Regions from separate parts of the Urocitellus parryii genome. Here region 2 is linked to region 1. A link is a contact called in public Hi-C data. All regions are on one chromosome and are shown on one strand. Each heading gives the region's core, a stretch centred on a gene start, on an enhancer-like site or on the middle of the called end of the contact. The rest is flanking DNA. Distances are from core to core; before and after follow the strand shown. Region 1 holds the start of Ak3 (adenylate kinase 3). Region 2 holds the start of Jak2 (Janus kinase 2).

What was found. A called contact is a pair of places that touch in the nucleus more often than the background predicts.
Region 2: a Hi-C map of muscle shows a contact between it and region 1, with 5 times the contacts expected there. The contact joins the promoter of Jak2 here to the promoter of Ak3 in region 1. A contact is called at or near these places in 2 of 2 Hi-C or Micro-C datasets (liver and muscle).

Annotation. Positions count from the first base shown.
Region 1 is chr4:147,725,349-147,730,916 of mUroPar1.hap1, reverse strand. Ak3 (adenylate kinase 3) reads left to right here and starts at 3,086. Exons shown (of 5, transcript XM_026414254.2): 1 at 3,086-3,164.
Region 2 is chr4:147,968,038-147,973,605 of mUroPar1.hap1, reverse strand. It overlaps Jak2 (Janus kinase 2), which reads right to left and starts at 2,141. Exons shown (of 25, transcript XM_077797026.1): 1 at 654-2,141.

The DNA.
Region 1 (5,568 bases), core at 1,837-4,336:
CACAGAATCTAAAGATGCCAGGGACAAAAGACCTTGTGGGGAAAGGCCCAGCTGTCCACATAGTTTCAGCCATTCCAGCTGATCTGTCACCTTGTAGTCACACAAGTGAGCCCAGGGGAAACCAACAAGACAAACTCTACAACTGTAATAGAAAATAAATCATTTGTATTAAGCCAGTAAAGTTTGGAGAGGCTTTTTACAGAAGTAGACAACTGATATACCCTCCTTCTCTTCCAGACTCACCCCCCCCCTCCACACACACACACACACACACACACACACACTATTTATAGACAAGTTCTAGCTGTGTTGCCCAGGCTGGCCTGGAAATTGCTTTTTCTTATCTTTTTATCCCATTACAATGCTAGTCGTGGCTTTTCAGACACTAAACCTTTCTACTCTTTTATTTTCACTTACCAAACTCATGGTGTGAACCAACATACACACCCAGAAACACATTTCTTGGAACCATAGTATATTCCTTTCCTAGGGCTGCCACATCAAATTACCACAAACTGGGAGGCTTAAAACAATAGAAAGTTATTTTCTAGTAATTTTGGAGACTACAAGCCAAAATCCAGGTGTCAGCAGGGGCCCCCCCTCTCTCTTAAATGCTCTGGGGGAAAAATCAGTTTCCTGTCTTTCTCTTGGCTTCTGGTGTTGCCAGCAATCTTTGGTGTTCCTTGGATTGCAGCTATTTAACTCGTCTGTGACTCCAACATCACCTGGCATTCTCCTCCTGGGTCTTTATATCATATAGGGTTAAGGGCTGACTGTACTACAATATGACCTCATCTTAACTAATTATACTATAACAACTCTACTTCCAAATAAAGTCATGTTCTGAGGTACTAGGCAATCCCAATGTATCTGTCTTTTGGGGAGATACAATTCAATCTATGACATATATCCATAATCCCTGCCCTTTGCTGTACATTCTAGAGCTCTTAAATCTTCCAGTCTACAATGTGATTAAACATTAATTCCCTCTTTTTTTTTTCTGGGTACTGGGGTTTGAACCCAGGGTTGCTTTGCCACTGAGATACATACCCGACTCTTTTTATGTTTCTATTTTGAGACAGGGTCTCACAAAGTTGCTTAGGGCCTCACTAAATTGCTGAGGCTGACCTCAAACTTGCAATCCTCCTGCCTCAGCCTACTGAGTCATTGAGATTACAGGCATGTGCCATTGCACTTGGCTAAAACAATAATTCTTAGCATTCAATTAAGACATTTGTTGAATGCCTACTATGGGTAAACACTCTTTCTTGGCTTTATTTAATTTAAATAAGTCTGTATAAACACTTGGTCTTATATAGTTTGGGCACCCCTTGCTAGATTAAAAAGTAAATTGGAGGGCTGGGGTTGTGGCTCAGTGGTAGAGCGCTTGCCTGGCATGTGTAATGGACTGGGTTTCATCCTCAGCACCACTTAAAAATAAATAAATAAAATAAGGTATTGTGTCCATCTACAACTAAATTTTTTAAAAAAAGGTAAATTGGTATGTGTATTAATTTTGAATTGTTATTACCATTGGAGCAAATTAAACAGTAAACAAACCCATACAAATGCCTGAGTGTGATGAAATGACCATGAAAAGCTTAGTTGCCAAGAGAGTTCCTGGTTTGGCAGTCACTAACTCAGTTTTAATCAACAAGCTTTAGCTTGTTTAGTCAAAGTTAGTTGATGTATGTGGGCCTTTTAACTGTGACCACAAGTTGCATACCATCTCTTACCTCACCCCATAGTGACAGGATGATTCCTCAGTTATTTTTTGTTTGATCTTTTTTTTCTAAGTCCAATTTCGCAATAACTTTTTTTTTTTTTTAAGTCTCTTTTGGCACTGGAATCTCAAATGTTCCTAGCTTTGGAGATTAGAAGTACTTTCCCACACTTTGAAGTTTTATAGTATTGCATAATTTATACTTGTCCAGACATTTTTATTCATTTTTTAATTCTATATGTTATTTACTTAAGCCCTTCCTTTGCTTTCCTGGAGTCATTAGAATGTCCTTTTTCAAACTATGTGAATTGAATATTTAATTAATTTATTTTTCTTTCCATTTGCGTAGTAACAAACACACATGAACTAATTTTCTTGTAAATACAGGGCTGTCCACTTATTGAAATTTCCTTGTCTGATCATTCATCTCAGAATTCCTTTCTGAACATGACCGCCCTTGCCATCGTATCTGAAACAATTTCTTTTTCAAAATTGAAAGCAGTTTTGAACGATTCATTTGGCAACCTCTGAGAAGGATAGCACTGCATTTATGTAGTCAGAGCCTTATTTTTGCCTTTTGTCCCAGTACAAAGATAATAAGTGGACAATGGACAGTCTTTATTGAACATTTTCCCTTGTAGCTGGTATTGTACTAAAAACTTTACACACATTATTTTAACCATTTCACATTAGTTTCCATGCCCTTTTTACCAGGTAAAATGCTACTCATATATTTGTCTCATATTTCTATTATCGGAACATGTGAAATATTCCATTGTAGGGCCTTCTTTCTGGCCCTGTGTCATTTTCCCTCCATATTCCAACTCAGTAGTCACAGCAAATGACTGACCTGCCAGATCTAAAACAACCTCCCTCCACACTTCCACACATTCTATTTTATTTTACATTATTTCAAATTATCTTGCTCATTTGTTTCCTGGTTATGATCTGCTTCCACTGCTAGACTTTAAACTTCAAGGGCTTTAAAACTCCTTGTCAACCACAGCATTCTTAGAGCTCCCTAAGAACAGTGGCACATAGTAGGAAATGAAATGAAAATAATGAGGCAGAATGAAAGCGTTTCTGAAGGCATATAATGTTGCCTGAGAAATCAATACTTTTGGACTCCATAAAGTAGCAGCTGCTTTTGATTCTGAACATTTCATCCAAGAAGGCAAGAGACATCTTTCACTAGATGTGTGCCTTAAAGTCCCTCAAAAACTGAACTGAGGAGGGAGGGAGGCGCTCATTATCAGTCACTGTCATTTTATTTACACAGATGCTTTCCCAGGGCAGAGGAGGAAGAAGGTAGAGAAGGGAAGTAAAAGAGAGTGGGAGGGAAAGCCGAGACTCCAGAGAGCCAGGAGAACTTGGCGTGGCGTGGAGGGTGCGAGAAGGCACCTGGTGGGACAGCAGACATTGCCAAAGGAGCCCGAAGAAGGCACGGTTTATGAGGCTGGGACTGGGCAGGTCAGGGGCTGGCATGGACTAGGAAGAGGCTAGGGCTGCAAAAGGGGCGAGGGGGAGTAAGTGGAGTTCCGCAACCAAGAGGCGTCAAGGGGCAACCAGAGGTAGAAAGGGGGAGCCTAGAAGTTGCCAAGGGTGAAGGGAGAGAAACGCGGTCTATCAGGGGGACCTGGCAGGACAGGCGCAGTGGTCGAGGGACGGGCCAAGGCTCGGGGCTGGATGTGACGGGAGCAGGGGGTTTTATAGGAGTCGACCAGGAGGCCGAAGGGAGCAAAAGAATGCCACCAAAGGAGCGGAGCAGAGCGGAGGGCGCAGATGGGGAAGCAGCGCCGAGGAGCGCAGGGCGCCGCTGAGACCTTAGGGATTCCCAAGGTCGCCGAGGGAGTGTCTAGGGAGCGCGGGTAGCGCTGGCTGGCCAGGGCCGGCTGCGAGGAGGGGGCGCGCCGGGGTCGTCGAGGGGCGGGCGCTGAAGCCGGCGGCCGCGGGCGGGGCGGCCCGGTGGCTGTCGCTCACTTCCGGGAGAGCGTGGGTGCCGGGGCCGCCGCCTGCTTGCAGCGCTTCCAACCGGCCGTCCCGGGCCGCGAAGCCGGTGAGCGCGCAGGCCAGGCCGCAGTCCCGCTGTCCGCCCTGCCTCGTCCTCTGTCAGCGGCCATGGGGGCTTCCGCGCGGCTAGTGCGCGCAGTGATCATGGGGGCTCCGGGCTCGGGCAAGGGCACCGTGTCCTCGCGCATCACCAAACACTTCGAGCTGAAGCACCTCTCCAGCGGGGACCTGCTCCGACAAAATATGCTTCAAGGCACAGGTGGGAGCCCAGGCCACGGGGTCGGCGGAGCGCTGTCGCCCGGGTCGGGTTTTGCGGGCGGAGGGGCCGAGGCGGGGGATTCGAGCCCGGATGCGGTCCTAGGAAGCGGGCGCGGCGTTTTCCTCCCGCCGCGGGGATAGGAGATCTCTGGCAGCTGACAACCCCGAAAACTCCAGTTTCCGCCGGCTGTTTTGGGTAGGTTGCGTGGGGGTGGGGGAGGGCATTCGTGAATTCGGACACTCACTGAGTTCAAAAATAAAAAGAAACCACCTTGCTTTGTTTGAGAGGCACCTCCAGTCTGGTCGCAGCTGCTTCTGAGGGTCTTTCTAGCTGAGCTTCTTCTTCACGGGTCCCTTGAACATGGAAAATTGGCAGAGCCCTGCCAGGTCTTGCTCTTTTTCTTACCCCACCCCCATTTAGTTAAGCTCTATGGGATCTTGTAGTTCTGACCTTTCTCTTGTAAGCTCAAGGCCAAGATTATTTACCCTCGTTGTAGTCACTGCTGAGTAATTTTTGAGCAGTGGCTTAGATTTTGATACCCCCAGAGCCTTCTTAAACACAAAAGGTATCCTTATGCTTGATCACATAAAAAGTAGTTTTGTTTTGCTTGCCAAATAAAGCCAGAAAACTCAGTGCAAAATCCAGACTTTACTTTGCTTGAATTTGTGGTATGTAAATTCTTTCTCTAAAAGACTATTTTTTAAAAGTTTTCTTAAAGTTTTTCTTTTTCTTAGCAAAAGTGTTGACCTTTACCTCACAATCAGAACCCATTTTGAAGCCTGCAAAAGGTTTTTTAAACAATGAAAAACTCAGGACAGATAGAAGTACATAAAATAAAACACAAAGCTTTCTCTCATTCCCTGTCTCTCATTCCCTGTCTCAGCCCTGTTCTTTATAGAGGAACAATGTGTTTCCTTCTAGAAATGTTTATTTATGTACAAGCACATATACGTATATATTTTGTGTTATATGCAATCATATATGTACTCTGCGTCAAAGTGTTTTCACTTTATATCTGGGATATCTTTTCCCTGGAAATATAGAACTCTATTTCATTTTGTGTAGGCATCTACTTGCTGAATTTACTGATTTATTTAAAAAGTCCTCTTTTGATGGGTGTTTAGGTTATTTCCAGCTATGTTGTTTGTTTGTTTGTTTTTAGTTTAAAAAATGATATTTAAATTGGGGGGAAAACCAGAATCAACCCAGTATTTCTATAGTTTGTTTCTTGGAGTTCTTTGGTTCAGTATCCAACTTATCTGGAGCATTACTACTTTCAGTTTTAACATTGATCTTAAAAAATAATGCCTTGTAGTTAATTGAACTTTACCAAAAAGATTAAATTTTTTGACTCTCTTGCTAAATGTTCTTGATGCAACACATTGAAATAGTTAGGTAACAATAAACAGTCCCTAGTATTGTAGACTGATTTTTTGTGTGAGGTTATCCAAAGTACAAGGGAGTAAGGAATTCTTAAGGGATTATCTGAAAAATTACTGAGCAGTGAGGCATAACTGTGTGGTTAGAGAGCACCTTCAGGAAAGAATGTTTATTAATTTATTAAAACAAAATATTT
Region 2 (5,568 bases), core at 892-3,391, 240 kb before region 1:
CGGATGCAAATATCAACAGCAAGGCATTCCGTCCTCGGTTTTGTCTTAAAGAGGAAGATTTTCTGGCAAAGTTCACTGCCACTGGCCGGAGTGGGGTGGGGGGGAGTCGGGGATCGCGAGGTGGTAAGGGGTTGGAGAGACAACTGCTGCCCTCATCTAGACGCCAGGCAGCGACAACACCCACCGGCTGCGCGGATCGGGCGACAAGGGACTGTCCTCAAGCCCTAAAGAGTTGCTCCTTCACGGTGCCTCCGGTGGGCCAAGGTCTGCGAAGCCCGGGACCCAACACGGGTCCGAGCGTCCGCCAGGCTGGGCCCTCGCGGGCCCTCCCGTGCGGGCTCGGCTCCCACTCACATCCCTCGGCGGCGAGGACCCGGCCTGTCCCCGCGCCGCGGCAGCCCTCCGCCCCGACGGGTGCCGCAAGACCAGGCTCAGGGGCCCACGGGCCTGAGGTGGCTGACACGGCGGCGCGAACTCCGGAGAGCGCCGGGCGCCCGCCTAGCCTGTCAGCGCCGCGGGAGGCCGTTAGCGGCGGCCGCTGCTGCCCCCTTCGGCTCTTCTTCCTCTCTCCTTCCTGCAGCCCACACCACTCCCACTTTGGGCAGCCGGGAAGCCCGTCACAGACGTTGTCTCCACCCTTTCCCGAGCCACACCGTCTTCTCAGCGCCGTAGGCGACACTGCTTAGGACGCCCTGTTTGCGTCGGACTCAGCCTCCGCGTTGGCCTCGAGTCGAACCGCCAGTTGGCGGCGGACTAAGGCAGGCTCCTGGCAGGGCCGAGGAGGCAGCGGGACTCTCTCCTGACTGCGCGTGCGCCGCTCGGCGGGCTGCGCTTTTCCTGGCGCTCGCCGGGGTTTGGAAAGGGTGGGCCACGCAGGACCGAGGCCTCTCGGGAAGCTGGTGTGCGCGCGTGGAGATTCCCGGGGCAACCCCCGGCGTGAGCGCGCGAGGAAGTTAAGGTAGCGGCGGCTCGCTGAGCGCCGGGGCCTGGCAGGGGCTCGGTGTCAGCACTGGTCCCGGCACTCCCCAGATGGGCGTGTATGTGGCCGCCGCCCGCCGTGAAGGCGGCTGGGAATGAGTCAGCCGGGCTGGGAAGGCCCCACTGCACGCAGGCTGGCACCAAAGGAGGAAGGGCTGCCTCCGCACGGAGAGTTTCCCCTCCAGTGCACGTTGTCCCCTTCTGCTTTCGCTTTCACGTTCCGGGGACTGCAGACCCGTCCTTACCCAGGCTCTGGGCCTCAAGGGTCGGAACAACTGGATCACAGGCGCTGTTTGGTGGCAATACAATCCCGAATGAACCCCTGACTCCAGTGAGCCACCTCTGCTGAAAAAGGGAGAGGGTAGAATTAGGCTCACAGCGAAAGAAGAGAAAACTTCTGTTAAGAGCCTTATTCATTCATTGAAACATTTACCTGTTGCCTACTGGGTCCTAGATAAAGGCAACCCGCATTTCCTTGTCAGGTTGGAGCCTGTCGTTTCACACAAGTGACAAAGTATGCTTTGAATGTGTAATGTACTGGGTGTGTAATTGCCCCTAAGAAAAATAATACTAAAGGAGTAAAAAGTGAGGGGGACTTATTTTATGGAGGCCAAAAAAGACTTGTTAGAGTTAACAACATTTCAGCAAAGTTCTGTAGAATGAGAATGTGACATTCCACGAAGAGTTTAAGGTAGAGGGACTAGCAAAAACAAAGACCCTAAGAAGGGAGTGTGTTTGGCAAGTTGAAAGACCAGGAAATAAGTCATTGTGACTGGATGACAGTGAAGGAGGGGACAGTGGTAAGAGGTGAGGCAAAAGGCTTTGTTGAGTACCAGAGTGTATTTTGTCCACCTGAATGAAGTGATGCACTTATGGTTTCTGTTTCCCCTTACATAAACGATGTTGCCATTCAGATCTATCTTGTATGTGTTCCTTTAAATAAACTTCATCAGTGCAACCCCTGCATTTCTTCCTACATACGACCCATTGCAGAAGATCTCTGAGCAAATGATAGCAGGATATGAAATGACTTGAATTCACACTGACTCCTTTAAATAATGAACTAGAGCCATTGTTTTCTCATAAGATGTGAGGTGGGAAAATTTACAGGGATATTGCATACCTGTGGGTAGTGTCTTATAAGCAAAATATGCTGGAGCTCCTTTTTTTTTGTTAGAAACTGGAGTATTTACTCAATAGCAAAACTAAAATCTGCCTAAAATATTAAGGCTGAAATTACAAACAACAACCACCATGAGATTTCCCTTTTCTATAAACAAAAACTCTTGCTGAGGTAAAGGCTGGAACACAAACCCACACAAAGAAGTGCTGAAGATGGCCATAAAGTCATTGTTAAAATTAGAAACAACAGAACTGTGGGAAAAGATTATCTTTCCTGAAGAAAAAAATAAGTTTAGAACTCTGAAACTATGTGCATGTATCATGGTAATAAATGATGTTCCTATATTTTGCAATGATGTGTTATTCAATTTGGAAATGTCTGTTACTGTCTCCCACCCTGTTTTCCAGGAAAAGAGGTTTGGAACTAGTGAATATTCAGGAATTTTTTTTTGGGGGGGGGACTTTTTTTTTTGTACTGGGGATAGAATCCAGAGGCACTTTACCACTGAGACACATCCTCAGTCCATTTCTTTTCTTTCTTTTTTGAGACAGGATCTCACCAAGTTGCTTGGGGCCTTGCTAAATTGCTTCAGCTACCTTTGAACTTAAAATCCTCCTGCCTTAGCCTCCCAAGTCACTGGGATTACAAGCATGTGCCACCATGCCCAGCAGGAATTTCTTTTTTATATTAGAAATTTGGGTATGGAAGATAAGGTGGACAAGCAAAATATATTATCCATAAACTTACAAAACGAGAAATTGAGAAATTCTCTACCTACCCACACTGATAGATGAAGTAACTTGCTTAGTGTTATTCAGAGAGAAAAAGTCTCTCTCCTCCCTACTATATGATTTTAAGCCAATGCTATGCTGGAATGTTGATCTCTTTTTACTCTGTGTATTAGGGGATTTTGGAGCTCTTTAGATAGTTCCTAGTAATATATCTCGAAATTTGCAAACATTTAGAAATCTACCCTTGTTCTTTAATAATGAAAAAGGAGAATTCTAAAGAATTTGATCAAGTCTTTGAAGTCATTCACTCAATATGGAGATAAGAAATGTTAACTAGATGGTTAACACATTTGGATTCAAAACTGATTATATAGCCACATTTACAGTTTAAAACAAGCAGCTAGTTGTCAATTATGGCACCCTGTATGGATTCACGTGGCAAGATTCTGTCTTTCCACTATGGGAGAGCATGGCAGCAGAGGATCTTACATGCTTCATCCAAGCCCATACCTGCAACAAAACTTGACTTAGTCAAGTGGGAGATGGGGTCTTGGCTTCTATATTTTCTTTTAAGTTCTTGGGTAGTTTTGATATAAAACCATGGTTGAAAATCCATGACCAATTGTTTAAGAAATTACACTTGACAGTCCAAACAACGCAGGTTTTAATCAAAGCTTCTCTTTCCTCATTAGTCAGGATAATAACATTTCTCTTGCTTGAAGAGACTTGTTTTAGTTTCTTTTCCACATTTTTCTATTGTTGCATTACAGTTGTAATTATTGATGGGGTTTGTTATTGCATACTTGTATATACACACATTGAAGAGATACTTTTAAGATTAAACAGTATTTTTAAACCCTTAAGCATAACTATTAAGTGCCTGTATGATACTTAAGGAAAAGGGGGACAGTAAGAGACCATGTCCGTGAATGCCCCTTTCTTTTTCCAAAAACCCTGCCAAGTTATGAGAACAAGCCTGGGCCAGAATGTCCAGATACATATTATCTTGAAGGACACTGGCTTTCTCTTATGCAAATGGGAGATAGGGAAAATTAATGTTATTTGTAAAAAATTCCTTTTTGCAACTACACCAGTACAGTTGCTCCTTGGGGTACTAGTCATACAATAAACTAAGCAAGCTAATGTTGATGATGAGATTGCAAGAAGAGATGAAGGATACCCCTTAGAGGATTCAGAGGGCCCATGGACCCACCAACACCTTGATTTAGGAAGTCTAGCCTCAGAACTATGAAAGAATAAATATTTATGACTTAGGGATGGAGTTGTGGCTCAGAGGTAGAGCGCTCACCTAGCACGCACGCGTGAGGCACTGGGTTCAATCTTCAGCACTACATAAAGTAAAATAAAGACATTATGTTCACCTATAACTAAAAAAATAGATATTTTTTTTAAATTATGATTTAAGACACCAAATTTGTAGCACTTTACTTCTGCAGTCTACAAAACTAATATGCCATCCTACAAGCCTTGAGAATAATTTTTTTGTTATTATTGCTAACATGCTGGGAATTGAACCCAGGGCCTCACACATACTAGGCAAGTAAGAGCCCTACCACTGAGCTACACCCAGTCATTTTTATCTTTTATCTTGAGACATGGTCTCACTATGTTGCCCAGGCTGGCATCAAACTTATGATCCTCCTTCCTCAGCCTCCTGAGTAGCTGAGATTATAGGCATGCAGAATTTTCTTTTTTGCCAGCCACACCTAACACTGCCTCCCACTGAGCATTGATATAACTGTCCACTTGAAGGAGGAAAAAGTACCTTTTTTGCTTTCTACTTTTGTGTAATGGAGCTTCTGATTAATTGTTCATTGACTGTCACCTTCACTAGTTACAGAACAAGCATAAAATGGTGTAATAGTCCTAAGGCAAACTCTTTTGGCTGAGTACTCAATGCCACAAGAATTTTAGTATCATGTGCTTTCCACTCGGATGCCAATTCGGCTCTTTCACTATTCACAGGAAATGTGCTGGGAATCAACAGCATTACAAGTAATAAAATTTTAGTAAGAGTGATGACTTTGAAAAATTTTAAAAACAACTGTTCATTACTGGAGTAGAGATGTTTTAAGGTCCAAGAAAACTTACTGTTTTTACATTTTAGAACCTATTACCCATATTAAAGGGTTTCTAAAGATATTTGTTGAGCAAGCTACTTTTTCTCCCTTTTAATTCACAAGTAAACATTAATACATACTAATTGTGGAAAATCCAATTTAATTCACAAAGTGGAAATTGCTGTTAATCCTCTTCCTGGCCCTCTTCACTTTCCAGAATTAGCACTGATAATTCTCTGAGGAATAACCTTTCCAACTTTTTTCAAAGCATTTTCCTACTTATTTCCTGTAGATATAGTTTGAGTTCTGTAAACAACATGAATAATTCTACATGTTTCTGATATATTTTTTAGTTTCAATATCTTGTCTTTATATATTCTTTTTAAATTTTTTTATTTATTTTAATGAGTTCTTTGTGACAGTAGAATGTATTTATGCTCTAATATATTCTACATAGATGGGATATAATTTCTCATTTTTTTTTAGTGCACATGTTGTAGAATCATATTGGTCATGCAGTCACATATATACATAAAGTAATAATGTTTGTTTTATTCTACTATTTTTCCTATCCCCATATCCCCTGCCCTCCCCTCCTTTCATTTCTCTTTACCTAATCTAAAGTAACGTTATTCTTCTCTGATGCTCCCCGCCC